3 separate regions of the Mus musculus genome follow, and all the other regions are linked to region 1. The links are chromatin contacts, called in public HiChIP or PLAC-seq and promoter capture Hi-C maps. All regions are on one chromosome and are shown on one strand. The core of a region is the stretch at or near the end of the contact, and the rest is flanking DNA. Distances in the headings are between cores, read along the strand shown.

The links. Promoter capture Hi-C pulls out the DNA fragments that hold promoters and counts their contacts. HiChIP or PLAC-seq counts read pairs in DNA pulled down with a chosen protein or histone mark.
Region 2: a promoter capture Hi-C map of stem cell-derived epiblast-like cells shows a contact between it and region 1, with 3 times the contacts expected there. The contact joins the promoter of Sycp2l here to the promoter of Edn1 in region 1. A contact is called at or near these places in 2 of 39 promoter capture datasets (pre-B cells and stem cell-derived epiblast-like cells) and 1 of 9 other capture datasets (liver).
Region 3: a contact with region 1 is called in an H3K27ac HiChIP or PLAC-seq map of large pre-B cells, with 5 times the contacts expected there. The contact joins the promoter of Smim13 here to the promoter of Edn1 in region 1. A contact is called at or near these places in 2 of 39 promoter capture datasets (cranial neural crest and hippocampal neurons), 1 of 115 datasets of contacts at active chromatin or transcription factors (large pre-B cells) and 1 of 9 other capture datasets (liver).

The regions. Positions count from the first base shown.
Region 1 is chr13:42,298,594-42,303,556 of GRCm38.p6, reverse strand. It overlaps Edn1 (endothelin 1), which reads right to left and starts at 2,081. Exons shown (of 5, transcript NM_010104.4): 1 at 1,599-2,081. The coding sequence starts at 1,662.
Region 2 is chr13:41,112,545-41,117,507 of GRCm38.p6, reverse strand. It overlaps Sycp2l (synaptonemal complex protein 2-like), which reads right to left and starts at 3,089. Exons shown (of 29, transcript NM_001324525.1): 1 at 3,081-3,089. The coding sequence starts at 3,089.
Region 3 is chr13:41,247,856-41,252,818 of GRCm38.p6, reverse strand. Smim13 (small integral membrane protein 13) reads right to left here and starts at 2,975. Exons shown (of 2, transcript NM_001135577.2): 1 at 2,505-2,975. The coding sequence starts at 2,580.

The sequences.
Region 1 (4,963 bases), core at 832-3,331:
CTGTGAAGAGAAGAGAGGGTCAGATTGGTAGTAATATCTTTCTTCAGGCGTCCAGAGCAAGCACCTGCACCCTAGTATTCAGGTCAGATCTAGCAGCGCAAATAGAAGCAGACAAGGCATAAAACTGCCTTTAGCCAGAAACACAAACAGAAAGAAAAGAGCTTCCTTTGTTCTCCGTGCCTAACAGGACTTCACCCTTACCCTGGCTGGCTTATCCACCTGCAGGGAGATCACACACACACACACACACACACACACACAGAGAGAGAGAGAGAGAGAGAGAGAGAGAGAGAGAGAGAGAGAGAGAGAGAGAGAGGAAAGGACTCCCCAGCCTTCTGAAGCCGCTTTGAAGTAGATACTGTCTGGTGGAATTTTGAGGGAGTCCATACCTGAGACATAGAATGGCACAACTCCCATAGATTAAACTGACAGGTGGCCACCAGCAAATAATATAGACTGCCTATTCCTGGCTATGGAGACATGTTCCCTACTCAGGATAAACTCTTTAGGGGTTTCCACCCCATTCCAGCGTGTGTAGGGGCACAGACCAGTCTAGGTGGCATATGGGTGCCTTTTTATAATAGACAGAAAGCAAAAACTTTCAGAAAATGCCTGGACACCGAAAAGAAACTAACTTTACAATATTCACTTCAGGTGGGAGACAAGTTGCCACTGACGGAAGAGAAGGTACAGCTGCTCAGGGAACCCAGGGAAAGTACCCCGTGGGTTCAGAATTCAGAATCTTTGGGCAGCACAGCTTGCTGTGGGACTTGACACCTCCCTCTGGCCCAACACAGCATCGCCGCGCAGTTTATCTGCTCGATTTTGTTCATTCCAAACGATCAGACACATTCCAGGGCTTTCACCCTTTTGACATCCTTTCTCTTTGCTTAGGGTCATGAAAAGACAAAAAGAGGGCACTGACCCTCAAAAAACAGGATGGGAGGAGAAAAGAACCAGCTGTGGCCCGTACTGTCTAATTCCTTAATCAGGCAGGAATGATCCCGGCTCCCCTCCCAGGACAGGTGAATACAACTGCAATAGAGCTCACAGTGTTTGAAGATGCCAAAAACCTGCCAAATGAAACCTTAAGTCAATAGTGACAAATTTTAAAGAAAGCATGTGCTTCGCCCTGAAACCGCCTGCGGGGTTATTCAGCGCATGGTTGATCGGCAGGTGATTTCCCTGCTCACGGTGTGCCTGCATGACCCGAATAAAATTCCTTGGCTTTAAGTTGGAGTGTTTCAATATTTTACACATTAGCGCACTATCAAGACAACGTTTGAATAAGCCCCTAAATGAACCGTGCAACCCTAAACACACTTATTTCAAAATAGATTTTTGCTTCAGCTGTACTGCTACAACGTTATTTTGAAGCTATGCGATACTCGGTTGTAGTCAGTTGTATTCAAACAGGGGTTTTATTTCTTTCGCTTCACACAGAAGTTAATTAATTGTAAGGCACTTGCTGCTGGAGCTTCAGTAATTAAAAAAATAAATAAAAAGGAAAGAATGAAAGAAAAGAAAGAAAGAAAAGTGGAAAACAGAAGCGATAACTGCGCTGCGCTGAAGTAGAAAGATTCGCAAGTGGCGCCTACCTGTTTCTGGAGCTCCTTGGAAAGTCACGAACAGCAGAGAGAAGATCACGGGAAAATAATCCATTCTGCAAAGGGGTCAGAAGAGTGGGGAAAAAGGAAAAAAAGAAAACTCGGTTGCAAATGGAACTCAATGCAAAACGAAGAGGACGGTGTCTGGTCGCTCTGATCGCCTCTGGGTTTTTTTGTTTTTTGTTTTTTGTTTTTTTTTTAGATCTCAGCGCGGTCCTCAGCAAGTGGCCCTTCCACTGGGGCGAAAGCGTCGCGGGCAGCCGGGAGGCAGCGCGCAAGGACAGCGGAGCAGACCGGGTCAGGCTCTCAGCGCCGGTGCAGGAACGCTTCTGACTCGGACAGTTCTCCGCCGCCTTTTTATATTGAACCCCTATAGAGTGGGGGTAAACAGCTCTGACTTTATTCCAGCCCTAAACAATGTTATTGTGTGATTAGTCACCCACAGGCAACGTGCAGCCAGAGATAAGACCCGGCTCTAGAGGAAATCACGGCTAACTTCAGAGGCAGACGCCCGCCGTCTGACAATCCAGGGGCAGGGCTAAGAAAAAGAAAACACCCACTAGACAGAGACCGCTGCAGAACCTGCAGAGAGCAGCAGCCCGCTTCCCCTTTTGCTAGCTGCCAGCCCCAGAGTTCAAGAATCAAGAGTTTCTCCAGAAGCAAAGTCACCCCATTGGAATGAAAAGTATGAAGTACAATTAAATAGATTGTATTGTGCGCGCGCAGGGGGGTGGGGTGGAGGTGGGGCTGATCATTGTTCACTTGATTTTCCTTTTATGTCTTTCTGATCAAACAAGGGGACGATCCCCACTCTTCGCTCTTGAATCCCAGCTACTGGGGCGGGCGGGGAACCAGATTAGTTTGGAAGATCACCCTACTTTTCCACCACCACCCCTTCCACCAAGTCTTTTCTAAACTAAAGTACTTCGCATTTGAGGTGAGAAAGATTCCGTCAGGAGTTAGCAAGGAAGGAAAACTAAATAATAATGATAACAACAACAATGTGGTTTTGTCAGGTACATCCTTATCTCCCTAGTATCGCCGATCAGAAGTACACGTACACACACACACACACACACACACACACACACACACACACACACTCGCCCTCCAATATTTCTTGTGCCCAGCCTCTCCCTGGGAATTGCTGCTATCGCGAAGGATCTTGAGAAATGGCAGAGACGACCGCCAGGGGGAGATGGAGAGCTGCAGGGGCTTATGCTTTAATAAGATAAAACAACTAAAGCCTCGGCTTCTAAATGATTAGTAACAAGCTGTGGCCAGGCAGAGAAGGGGCGCCTCACATACTAAAGAGAGGTGGCTTCAGGGCATTCCATTATTCCCTTCCCCGACTTTCCAGAGTCTCCTCCACATCACTTTGCTTCTTTACTCGGGCAAACCTGCGGTCTGTGCTTGATTAGAAAGCTACAAGGGGGGTGTGGGGAGGGAAGGACTGCCGATGCTGAATATGTGCATCAGATCATACCTCACCCTTTAATAACGTGTTTACATTTTCCAAACAGTTTCCTGTCTATTTTACCATGAAAGACTCCCTCCCCCAGGTGTCCATGGGTTATTAAGGCACAAGTGACAACATGTCTTCATGAATAAAGCAAAACACACAGAAAACACGTTGGCTTTTTTCAACAAGCTCCCGGAATGCCCATAAGCTGGAAACAACACACAGGATCCACGCAGAGTGGTTTCCCTAGGATGCTACCACAAAGGTCCCTTCTTCATCCCGTCTTGTTTGACTTCAGTTTTCCCTGGGAGTAGAGGCCAAAATAGACTCAATCCAGTCCATGCAACCATTTATTTCTTCACCTCTACAATCAAAAGGCAGACTTGATAGCAATACCCACGCTGTGGACAGAGACATGCTTAGGCCTAGTGACCTCTCTGGGAATCTCAGTAGGGGAGACACAGCAGCAGCAGCAGCAGCAGCAGCAGCAGCTTTAGGTCACTAAGAACTCTGTCCCTTAGGAGACTCTGGACTAAGAGCTGGAGACATTGAAGAAGCAGGAACCAGCATCCCTCCCACACCCACACCCGAGGCCCAGGGCCACTGGTAAGCCTCTGCCTCTGCTTTGCTTACCTCAGCCCAACCCCTGAGGGTGGGGGCCAGGAGGTGACAACTGCCCCTAGACCTGGGCCCCAACAGGAAGCCAGCTCATCCCACCCCAGCTCCTCAGGGGACCTGGAGGAGAGGAGAGCTGATGTCACCGGAAGGTCCAAAGCCCAAGTTTCCCACCAGCAAGAGAAAGGTGAGTGGGAAAACAAGTACTCCCCTCCCCCCCACACCCCTTTCTGACCTCCTGGCCAATTTGGCCAAACACTGGCAACTGTCAGGACCAACCTGTCCTCAGCTCCACCCCGGAAATGCCCAACCCAGTTCTGGAAGGCATCCCCAGTGTCTAGCCTGAGCCATCATCCTTCAGCTGAGGGACCTCTGCAGATAGCGATGGCCACAGCATCAGGGAGAGAAGGAAAGCAAAGGAGAACTGTCCAGGTGTTTTTCTACTACCCACTCCCTTCTTGTGTACCTGTGCCACTCTGAACATACACTCAGAAGTAAAATGCAAACCTCGGCAGCCATCCACTCTGAGCTTCTTCTAAAGCTCCGTGATAGCAAACCCCAAATAAAAACAAGATCTTAGCCCTGGGAGGGTCCCATCTTTCCAGGTATAATCCTACCTTTTATGTTTTATCCTGAATTCTCTAGGCCTCTGTGTATATATGTATTGTGTACATGCATGGGCACCTATGCCTCCTTTTTTATGTAGGCTCTGCCTCCTGCCCATCTCTCCACATCTGTCCCTTACAGCTGCCCCCTAACTCCCTTGTCTTCCCATGAAAGGAAGGAAGAACCCTCATTCAAGCCCAGAGAAGGAAGCTCTAGGCTACTTTGGGCAGCTTCACCAGATACAATTTTTGCCAAGTAGCAGGGGGAGGAGAGAGGAGGGCAGCAAACCAGTTTGACAAGCTGGATGGCCCTACCCACCTCCACTTAAGGTATTACTATTAGAGAGGCTAAAGACTCTAAAGGGCTAAACATGTAAGGAAGTTTTATAACTACAGGGGATGGGGGATAGAAGGTGCCTTCCCTGAGTCCATCCCACTTCTCAAAACAGTTCCCAGGGAAATGCTCTTTGCAGCCCATCACCCTGAACAGTGGCAAGGAAAATGGTTTTTCCCTGCCACACAACAGCTCCCAGCTGGCCTTACTGTTCCTGCTTAAGATGTACCCTTGAAATGCGGGGAAACTGCCTGATAAAGTTGTTTTTATGTTTTTCTTTTCTGTATCTTTGGCTGCATATTAATAGATAGCTATAAATAAAACACCCTGAGCCTCAAAT
Region 2 (4,963 bases), core at 1,840-4,339, 1.2 Mb after region 1:
ATTGGAAATGTAAATGAGCTAAATACCTAATAAAAAATGGAAAAAAAAAAGAAATGAACAAATGTAATTTTGTGATTTGGGAGGTAGACCAGTGGGGGAACACTCATCTAACATGGGATGACCCTCAGTGCCACCATCATCACTGCAAATCATTATAATTCAGAGTTAAACAATACAGAGGCAAAAATACAATAAAGACATTGGTCTTGAACCGCAGAATATGTGCATTGACAGTCACTCAAAAAAAAAAAAGTTAGAGTTTTCATTAGCTTTAGACAAAAGGACTACACTCAGGGACTACACAAATAGCGAACTACGTCTATTGACAATCACTCATCAAGGTGTGGGAGCTTTCCTTAGTGCCAGACAAAAGCTTTAGATGAGGGGTTGGTGGGTCTCCAGCGGTGGTGGCCGCTGCATCTCCTTGGGACTTTATATGAGCTCAGACTCCCCCATTGACCCTGTGTGAGTCTGACAACCATGGACTTTCTGAAAACTACACAGTTATGGGTGAGCCTTGAAAGCACGCAGGAGCACAGCACAGCCTAAACCACAACCATTCAAGCCCAGGCTCACCCACTGAAGGTCAGAAGAGCAACAGAGGAAAGAAAACAAAAAGGTGGTATCTGAAATAAGACAAAGCCTGTCTCACCTCTAGTCTTGGCACATAGTCATGTCTAACTCCTGTTCCTCATTGCCCCTTCAATTAACCTGACTGCCCCCAGAAGTGGGTTGAATAACAACTTATAGGTGGGGTTTCCAGGACCGCCTTCAACGATGCAGGCCAGGTGCTTCATAGCGCCCACAATGACTTTGCTCCACAACCCTGCTCTATTAGGTCTGGGCACCTGTTGTTTGGCTCCCTGCTGGTCCTAAGTTCCCTGAAGACAGGCATTAAATATGTTTTATTCAGTGCTGGCTACTTCTACCTGGAAGAAAAAATGCTAGACCTCGGATAATTTACAGTAGGCTTCTGAAGAGCTAGTTGGAGTGAAGTCGAACAGACATGGTTGTAATGGGGCATCGGAGCAGAGAAAGCCTAGATTTCTCTGCTCCAGGCTTAAGGAAGAAAGGTGTGGAGGAGCCACATGGAACTCCCAACAGTAACACATATAGAATAGAAAATAAACTATTATTACTCAGAAAGCACCTTGGGCCTTGCCTGTTCCCGCAGCTTCCATAACAGACCACAGAGAATTTTCATACTTCTGTGTGCAATAAAAAGATGTTCTTTTAAAAATAAAGGTTGAAAACACATTTTTGAGTTCTAAAAATAGAAGAACGTTTATGCTGCTCCTTTGGACAGGTTTTGGGGGTTTTTTGTTATTGTTGTTTGTTTTTTGTTTTTCTTTTCTGTTTGTATATATCCTTAGTCCTAGGTTTAAATAAGGTAGTAGGTTTTTTTCCAACACAATTTTTTTATTATTTGGAAATTTCATACAATGCACCCTATCATACTCACTTCCCAATACTTCCATGCCCACCTTCCCACCCTTGTGCCCTCCCTAGAAAACAAACAAGCAAACCTACCAAGTCCAGTTTGTGTTGCCCATATACTCACTGGAGCATGGCCAAACTCCCAGGAAAGAAAACTGAGTCCTCCCCACCCCCACTCCTGCCATCAACGGTTGAAGAGGCTATACTTCAGCATATTAGATGGTGTTTAAAACAAACCAACCCCATCCCACAAGTGTCACCTTCTTTGCCATGGTCTGGGTAAACAAAATCCTGGAACTCACTCTGTAGACCAGGCTGGCCTCGAGAAGCAGGCTTCTCTCCCAAGCAGCAGAGAAGGCGTCTGAACCAATATCCAGACAAAATAAACATAAACGCTATAGAGAACACTGGGAAATAGGAAGGGATATGGGAGTCAATAAAATCCGTGTTTAAATTCAAACCCATACCCAAAATGTATATTACAAATGGGAATTAGAAATGAGATCCAAAGTGTCCTCATATTCGTGACATAGAGTTTAACATTAGTGTGCACACAGTAACATCTCAAGATGCAAACATCCACAGCCCACAAAGGGGCTTCCAAACGTGTGTGAGATGGTACATTTATTTCATCAAGGGGCTGTGCCTGGTTCTGCCTTTTACACACAGAGCACCCCATCTCTCCATTTGCCTCAGTTAATTTCATGGAATGGCATCGTGTACACAAAAGAAATCTCTGCTAAGTGACCCTTTTAGGTCAGTGGGCTGTGGTGGGTACCGCCTATGATCCCAGCACTTGAGAAGTCCATCAAGAGTTCAAAGTAATTCTCAGCTACGCGGAGAATCTACACTAGCCTAGGCAAATGAGACCCTGTTTCCCACAAGAAAAAAAAATTATATATATAAAAATACACATACACTTACTTTAGGTTAACAGTCCTGGCCGGGCAGTGGTGGCGCAGGCAGAGGCAGGCCAATTTCTGAGTTCGAGGCCAGCCTGGTCTACAGAGTGAGTTCCAGGACAGCCAGGGCTATACAGAGAAACCCTGTCTCAAAACAAACAAACAAACAAACAAACAAAACAGTCCTGTTTCTAGGAACTGAATCAAAGTCTCTAATGTCGGTGTATTTCTCAATTCTGTTATCGTCCTTATGTATAAGTAGGAGACATAGAAGACCCATTCCATCTAGGTTTATGCTTTTCAACAGCGGGCTAGCCAATGGCAAGTAACTGGGAGCTAAATGCAGGCGCTCAGAAGTAACTAAGACCCCATCTGTCGCCAAGACTGTCTTTTCCTTGCTGCTGCCTGGCTCGCCAGGACAGGAATGGGATAAAGAGGTCTGCAGTCTGGAAAAGTGGTCCGTAGTTCTCTCAAAAGAGCTGCGGAGCTCCAGCTCTCCATTTCTCCTCCCCAGGGGTGTTTTGAGCAGAGTTTGAGGATCCCCGTTCTGTCCCTGAAAGCTGCCAGACAGCTCCATGCAAACCCAAGAGGATGATGAGCCCCAAAGTATCCCGATATCCCAAGGACTTGTCCTACTGCCCGGCAGAGGAGGCAGCCAAGGCCGAGCGTCACTGAAGAGAAAGTTCCCTCCGCACCAGGACCCTGGAAGGAAGGCCAGGCTGTTCTCAAGATGTCACTCACCGTAGACATCCCGAGGCTTCCGGGGATCCCCCGCGTCCACAGCCCATTCAACACCTAGCTACACAGCTCCCGCCACCGATGGTCATAGATCCGCACTGAGATCAAAGCGAGGATCCAAGTCGCAAGTAACTCTTGGATTTCAGTTTTCGCCAAGAAACTCCAATTGGATGAACCTGTGCCTGAACTCTACTGAACTCCGGTGTTTGAGATTCTAGAAAGCAGCGCGGTCAGGCTGCCTGCCCCCGGGCACACTCACCGGCAGAGGAAGGCACACCTGCTTGCACACACCTTCAGGAGCCGAGCTGTTCTGAGCTCGCACCCTTGTGGCTGAGGCTGGAGAGGTTTACTGCTCTCTGGAGAGACCGACCAAGTGCCTAGCCCGAATCACTTCAGTATGGTGGTTTGGGTTTAGTTTGGTTTCAGGGTCTCATTCTGCACCCACATGGAACTCACTCTGTCGCTCAGAAAGCTTAGAAAGAGTGAGCCACCGGGCCAGGGCCAGTGCTGTCTCTTGACCAAACAAAGGCGCCCTGGGAAGGGGAATTCATGTTCAGAAGGAGGTGTGGTCCTTGACCCGGAATTACTAATACAACCTCGATACCATAAAATAAAGAGTTAAATAATACCTTAGTCAGAAGGAAAAGGGCCATATTTATTTTCTTGAGTCCCACTATGTGGCCCAGGCTGAACTCTTGTCTCCACCACCTCCCGTGGTGCTGTGATTACAGACTTGAGCCACCTAAGAGGAGGAATTAAAAAAAAAAAAAAAAAAAAAAAAGCTTGGTTTTGAAAACTTCATTTAACCTAGGTGTGTGTGTGTGTGTGTGTGTGTGTGTGTGTGTGTGTGCGCGTGCGCTAGGGGCAAGATTCTTTTTGTAGAGACCAAATATGTGAAAACCCCACGAAAAAATAAGTTGTATTATGATTTGTTTTCCTTGTAAGCAAATAACTGGAGAGGTGACTCAGCCTGCTTTAAAGCCTGGGCACCTGATCTTGAGCCCCGGATCCGGATAGCAATGAGTCGGAATTCATTTCCCTACTCTAGCTTAAACCTTGCGGATTCGGAGGCTTGCTTCTTCCTCAGCTGATTCTTGTATAGCATATTAAATAGTGATCAAGACTATGACAGACGAGAATGCAGCGTATCTTAAGTCGGTGCAAATAGTGACGCAGGAAAGAGCACAACCTCTCAAGAGTGGTGATCAAAATCCAACTTAAACACATTCCACTTTGGGGAATACAGTATTTTAATAACTAATATTTTAATTCTTTTAAATAATAATTATTATTTAAATAAATATTTAAACTAAAATGAATAATTTTTTAAAAAAATATTGGCAAGGAGACATCATTTTCAGAATTGGGGAGAAATGATATACTTCCGACTCCTATAGTGGCAATGCAGAAGCTATTATAAGCAACAAGATAGACATCAATACATCAGAACTTATTTGTATTTTCACTTTGATTAACTTCTTTGACTAACATATTTTACACTCAATTACAGGGCAACCTGATGCATATGTTTTAATTCTTCGCAAACTGAAAACCATCTTGGTTTTTTATTTATGCGTGTTTTTCTGAGACCAGGTCTCATGCCGCCTGTGATGGCCCTGAACCTTTGGTCCTCCTCCATCCTTCTCGCAGTTCCTGGGGTCACAGGCTTGCACCAGCATCCTGGTTGAGTGTGTTGGTTCCTCTCCCCTCCCAAACAAATCAATCTGCATTTAAGATATAAATTACATTTTCTGTTTGTGTGGTGGAGGTTATAACACCAATGGAGTCTGCTCCCTCCGTTTTTTGTTTGTTTGTTTGTTTGTTTGTTGAGGGCTTTGACTCAGATCTTTAGTCTTGTTCATTGAATGCTCCTACCCACTAAGCCA
Region 3 (4,963 bases), core at 1,726-4,225, 1.1 Mb after region 1:
GGCGAATTTCTGAGTTCGAAGCCAGCCTGGTCTACAGAGTGAGTTCCAGGACAGCCAGGGCTACACAGAGAAACCCTGTCTCGAAAAAAACCAAAAAAAAAAAAAAAGTTGGTAAGAAAAAATGTGTTTATACTTTTTTTTTTTTTTTGAAAATTATCAAAGCATTAACTAGTTTCTCAAAAGAGTCAATGACCACAGAAAGGTAAGAATTATTTAAGGGCATATGCCTGAATCACTCAGCTATAGGCTGTCCTCCAGCATGTATTACAGATCCTAATTCCCAATGTGACTGTCTGGAAAGGACATAAGGTCACAAGGGCCAGGGCCCTGACCCAGTGACTGGTATCAGGTACACACTGCGGGAAGACCCTATGAAAGTACCAGGAGGTGACGGCCATCTACACGCCAAGGAGATGCCCTTAAAGCCCTTCACGCCTCCAGCACTGTGAGAGTAAATAGCTGAGGGAGAAGCAAGGCAGTCTGGGATTCTGCAATGGAGCCCCCAGCAAACTAACACGGCACCCCAGGTCCCAGGTCAGGTCTGCCCCTTCCCCCTCCTCTTCAACCTTCAGCCACCTTCTAGTCAGAACAAAAGGGCTGCCCTACCCTGTCATTAGTTTCCCAACAAGGAACAGTATTTGGACTACGTGATAAAGCTGTTAGTTTTAAAGGTATCAGACCTTGCCTCTCGCTCAGGTTTCCTGAAGCTAATGACACTTAGAAAAACTAGCAAAACTAAGCAGCCCGCCGGCCAGTGAAAGGTAAGAAAGCAACCAGGGACTTAAAATGTCTCAGAGCAAGTTTGATAAGTGTTGTGTCCAAGATGTAGTATGGCTTGTATGTCACACTCTCACACTCTCATTCCGAGTAGAAAGGGTGACACACGCCTTTACCCCTGTGTCCAACTAACGCTCAAGGGTTTGTTTATTCTTATTTCAAGGCCCTTGAGCTGGGGGCGTGGATTGCCTAGCCTGCAGGAAGCTTGAAGTTCCATCCTAGCATTGAATAAACTGGGTGTAGCCCTCTATGGATCAGCAACTCAAGATCCTCCGCCTCCTCCATACAGCAAGTTCAATGCCAACCTGGTGGGGCTCCCACCTCAAAAAAAAAAATGCAAACAACAATTAATGATATCACCCTTTTCACACATTAGAAACTGGGGAGATGTTATTTCATTTTTTTATGTCATGAAAAAAAAAAGAGAAAAAATTGGCCATCGTATTTCAGGGTTTCTCTGTATAACCCTGGCTGTCCTGGAACTCACTCTGTAGACCAGGCTGGCCTTGAACTCAGAAATCCTCCTGCCTTTGCCTCCCAAGTGCTGGGATTAAAGGCGTGCGCCACCACAGCTGGGCAAAACTGGCCATCTTTAATCCTAGGGTTTGGAAGGCTGAGGCAGTTGGACCTCCATGAGTTCAAGAACAGCCTGGTCTACATGGTGAACTCCAGGCCAGCCAAGGCTACGTAGTGAGACCCCGATTTTAAAAAGGATTCTTTAGATCTAGAACCACTAGAATTAGCCAAAAATGTTAGAGTTGGGACTAGCTCTGTATGTAGTTCAACATGTGCTGAGCATATGTGAAGCCTTCGGTTCAGTCAGCATTACTGACAAAATTTAAATACACATATAGGTGTCTAAATATGTAAGTGCATATCTTTCCAAATATAGCTACTGGACTGAGCATTAACTATGTAAGAATAAGCTTTACAGTATTTATAAAATTTTAACCCAATACTCCATCACTTCAAACCCATACTTGGTCTTCTAAATACCAGTGCTTACTGTCATTTATTTGAAATACTCTCCAAACTCTCACAATTGTTCAGTCTCCTGGCTGAGACCTGTGGTTATCAGCTATGTGCATAACGAATTAAGAGGGATGGAAAACACGCCATGAGAACAGTTTAACGTTCCTTCCCTCCTGGGAAGAGAAGTACACAGCAGCAGACCAAACAGCCCCAGGACAGCAGAACCAAGATAAGGTTCCCTGACCCTGGAAGTTTATTACCGCCAGTGGTGTTTTTTTTTTTTTTTTTTTTTTTTTTTTTTTTTTTTGGCTCTGCCCATTATCAAGTAGGCTGGGAATTTGGTTAAAGCCTGAACTTGGAAGTAAACAAACAGCTTCACGTGCGCTGGAAACCCAAAAGGTGATGAAATCTCTCACTAGGTTCAGAACATCCAAATAAAAAGATGAAACCGATCACTGCTCCTTCGAATACAGGCCACGGTGAAAGATCTGGGTAGGCTGTGGCATTATGGCAACCAAGGACAAACCTGCCGGGGAAGCAGAAACGTGCTTCTACCTCGAGTCAGGATGCCAGACCTGAAGGTTCGCTGAGCCTGAAGGTTCGTGATGCCCGGGCGACCTGCCCTGAGCAAGAGGCATGACTCCTCTAAACTCGGTCTTGGGAGCCCGGTGGCCACCGAGACCACCGAGGTGATCACCGTGGACACTTGTCCACGCGAGCTTTCCCGACCGCCCCCGGCGTTACCCCCCACTCACCGCACACCATCAGCAACAGGACGATCAGCAGCGTGGCCACGAACACCAGCAGGGTCAGCCCCACGTTGTGCCACATTTTGAGAGCTGGGGGGTGGGCGCGGGCTCAGCGGCGGGCGGCAGAGCGGCGGGGCGGCATGGACCGCGGGTGCCCGAGGGCAGCGCCCCCAGGGGGCGGAACTTGGCGGTGCGGGGGCGGGCCGCGACGGGACCGGCCCTCAGACCTGCCCCCGGCCGGGGCGACCGAGTCGCTGGTGGAGCGGGCCTTGGGACGCCACTACCGCCTCCTCATCGCTCCGGGGAGCCGGAGCCACGGCGAGCGGAGAGGCCGGCGACGGACGGACGCGCTGCCATGGCGGACGTCGAGGCGGGGAAAGAGTGATCTGGAGGTGGCGCGGCGAACGCCAGGCCCTGGCTGCAGCTCACTCGAGGTCCCCCTCCTCCCTCGGAGACGCCAGATGTCAACCACTCCCCGAGGCCGCTGCAGCTGCTCCTCCGCTCCCCGCCCCCTCCCCCGCGGTAGCTCATCACCAAGCACCCACTCCGCAGCGACTCAGCCGCTGCGCGAGGCCTGCTGGGTAATGTAGTGCAAAGATCGGCGAGAGCTCCAGGTCTCCGCCCAGCAACGAACTACCACTCCCAGGAGTCAACGCTGCTCCGGCTTCTCCTTGCTCTCCTTTCCCGTCCCCTGTGCCTTTGGTGTTCTTGAGCCGCCACCTCCAACTTAGAGACTGCTGATTCTTGTTCTCAAGACTGTGCGTCGGACTGTCTCCCTGCCGAGGTGCCAGTTACATTTCAGCCGTTAATTCAAATACAAAATTGGTTTTAGTGAGCAAAAGGGAAAAGAGGATGGCTGTTGCCTGAAAAACAGGTTGTACTTGAACCCAACCTATTGCTCCCGGCAAAGGTTAGTTACTTGTGAGGAAATAAGTCCCCTGACGTCAGAATCTGGAAAGCCTTCCCCCTCCCCCAGCAACAGATGTTGTGTTGTGTTTTCACAGATAGTACGCTTCAGAAGTAACTGGTGAGTGACTTAGAGACATCTGTGCTCTTAATTCACCTACCTGTTTAGCAAGTTTCGTTCTGTTGTCTCCTTTAATTCAAGCAACATCTGGCCAACAGCCAAAGGTTTTGCCACATTTGCTTGAACTAACTTCTGAAAAACAAGGTATTTATCTCAAGTCCTTTTTTTCTATTTGAAATTAAAACTCCCAGTTCTGCCACATCTGTTAACGCAAGAGGTGATCAGCCCTTTCCTCCCTGAGAAATCAAGGCTTTCGCCTTCCACTGCAACTCTGTGCTAGCCATTCCCAGATGCCCTACTGTGTAAACTGCTTTCCAGCTAAGACGCAGCATAAAAATACATCAAGGCATTACTGGCTTTGCGCAAGATTTAATATACAGTTCCTGTGGAGAGAGTTGAGCTCGATGCAATAAATTTAGAAATCAACTTATTCATTTTTAGCAGATGATCCAACTCACTTGCATAACGGAGCACGTTTGATTTACAATCTGGTTGAAAGGAATACATTTGAATAGATCTAGTTCAAAAGAAATCAGGAAGAATCCAGACCTTTTTACCTTCTCTTTCATTCACATACAACAAACACTTCTGTGTGCTCTGGACTTCTTTGAGGTGCCAAGGATAAAGCCATGGCAGGGGCTGGTGAGATGGCACTGACTGCCCTTTCCGAAGGTCCTGAGTTCAAATCCTAGCAACCACATGATGGCTCATGACCATCCGTAATGAGATCCGATGTCCTCTTCTGTCAGAAGACAGCTAGAGTGTACTTATGTATAATAATAAATAAATCTTTAAAAAAAAGTCATGGCAATACAGACAATAACATAAATAGGGGTGTGCAAGGATTGCAAATCCCCAATGAAAATAAGTAAAGCACTGTGGCGAACATGGGGGTGTTGAGATTGTAGTCATCGAGAAAGAACTTCCTGAGGAAGTAACATCTGATCTGAGTCCTGAGTGAAAAATCCAACCATGGAAAGACCTACAGGAAGAGCGTCTACATAGGAAGAGCGGTGTGTGCAGCCCCCAAGAGCCAGATAAACTTGACCTCCCTTCCAACCCCTCAAGTCTGATGTGCATTTGACTCACCAAAAGGAACTCAAACTACAAATGCCCATCTCTTATCCCCACAGAGTGAATGCCAGTCTTCAGGGCAAGGAGCAGGCAAAGTAGATTTTTGTAAAGCTCCCAAGTGGATTATAATGTATCCTCCAAAACTGTGGCTCGCAAAGAATAATCTCAGATGTGCAGGATGCTCTGGGCACGTGTCAGAACTACCCTGGAACTATTGAATCAAGGTTTGGATGAGAGCAGTCGTCTCTGGCTTGGTGAAAAGTGGGAAGATGTAGGACACATTAAATCATTAGGATTAGTGTGGATGGACGAGAGGTAAAGAGTGAAGGAAACAGAAATCTAAACTGACTTGAAAAGGCTGGAT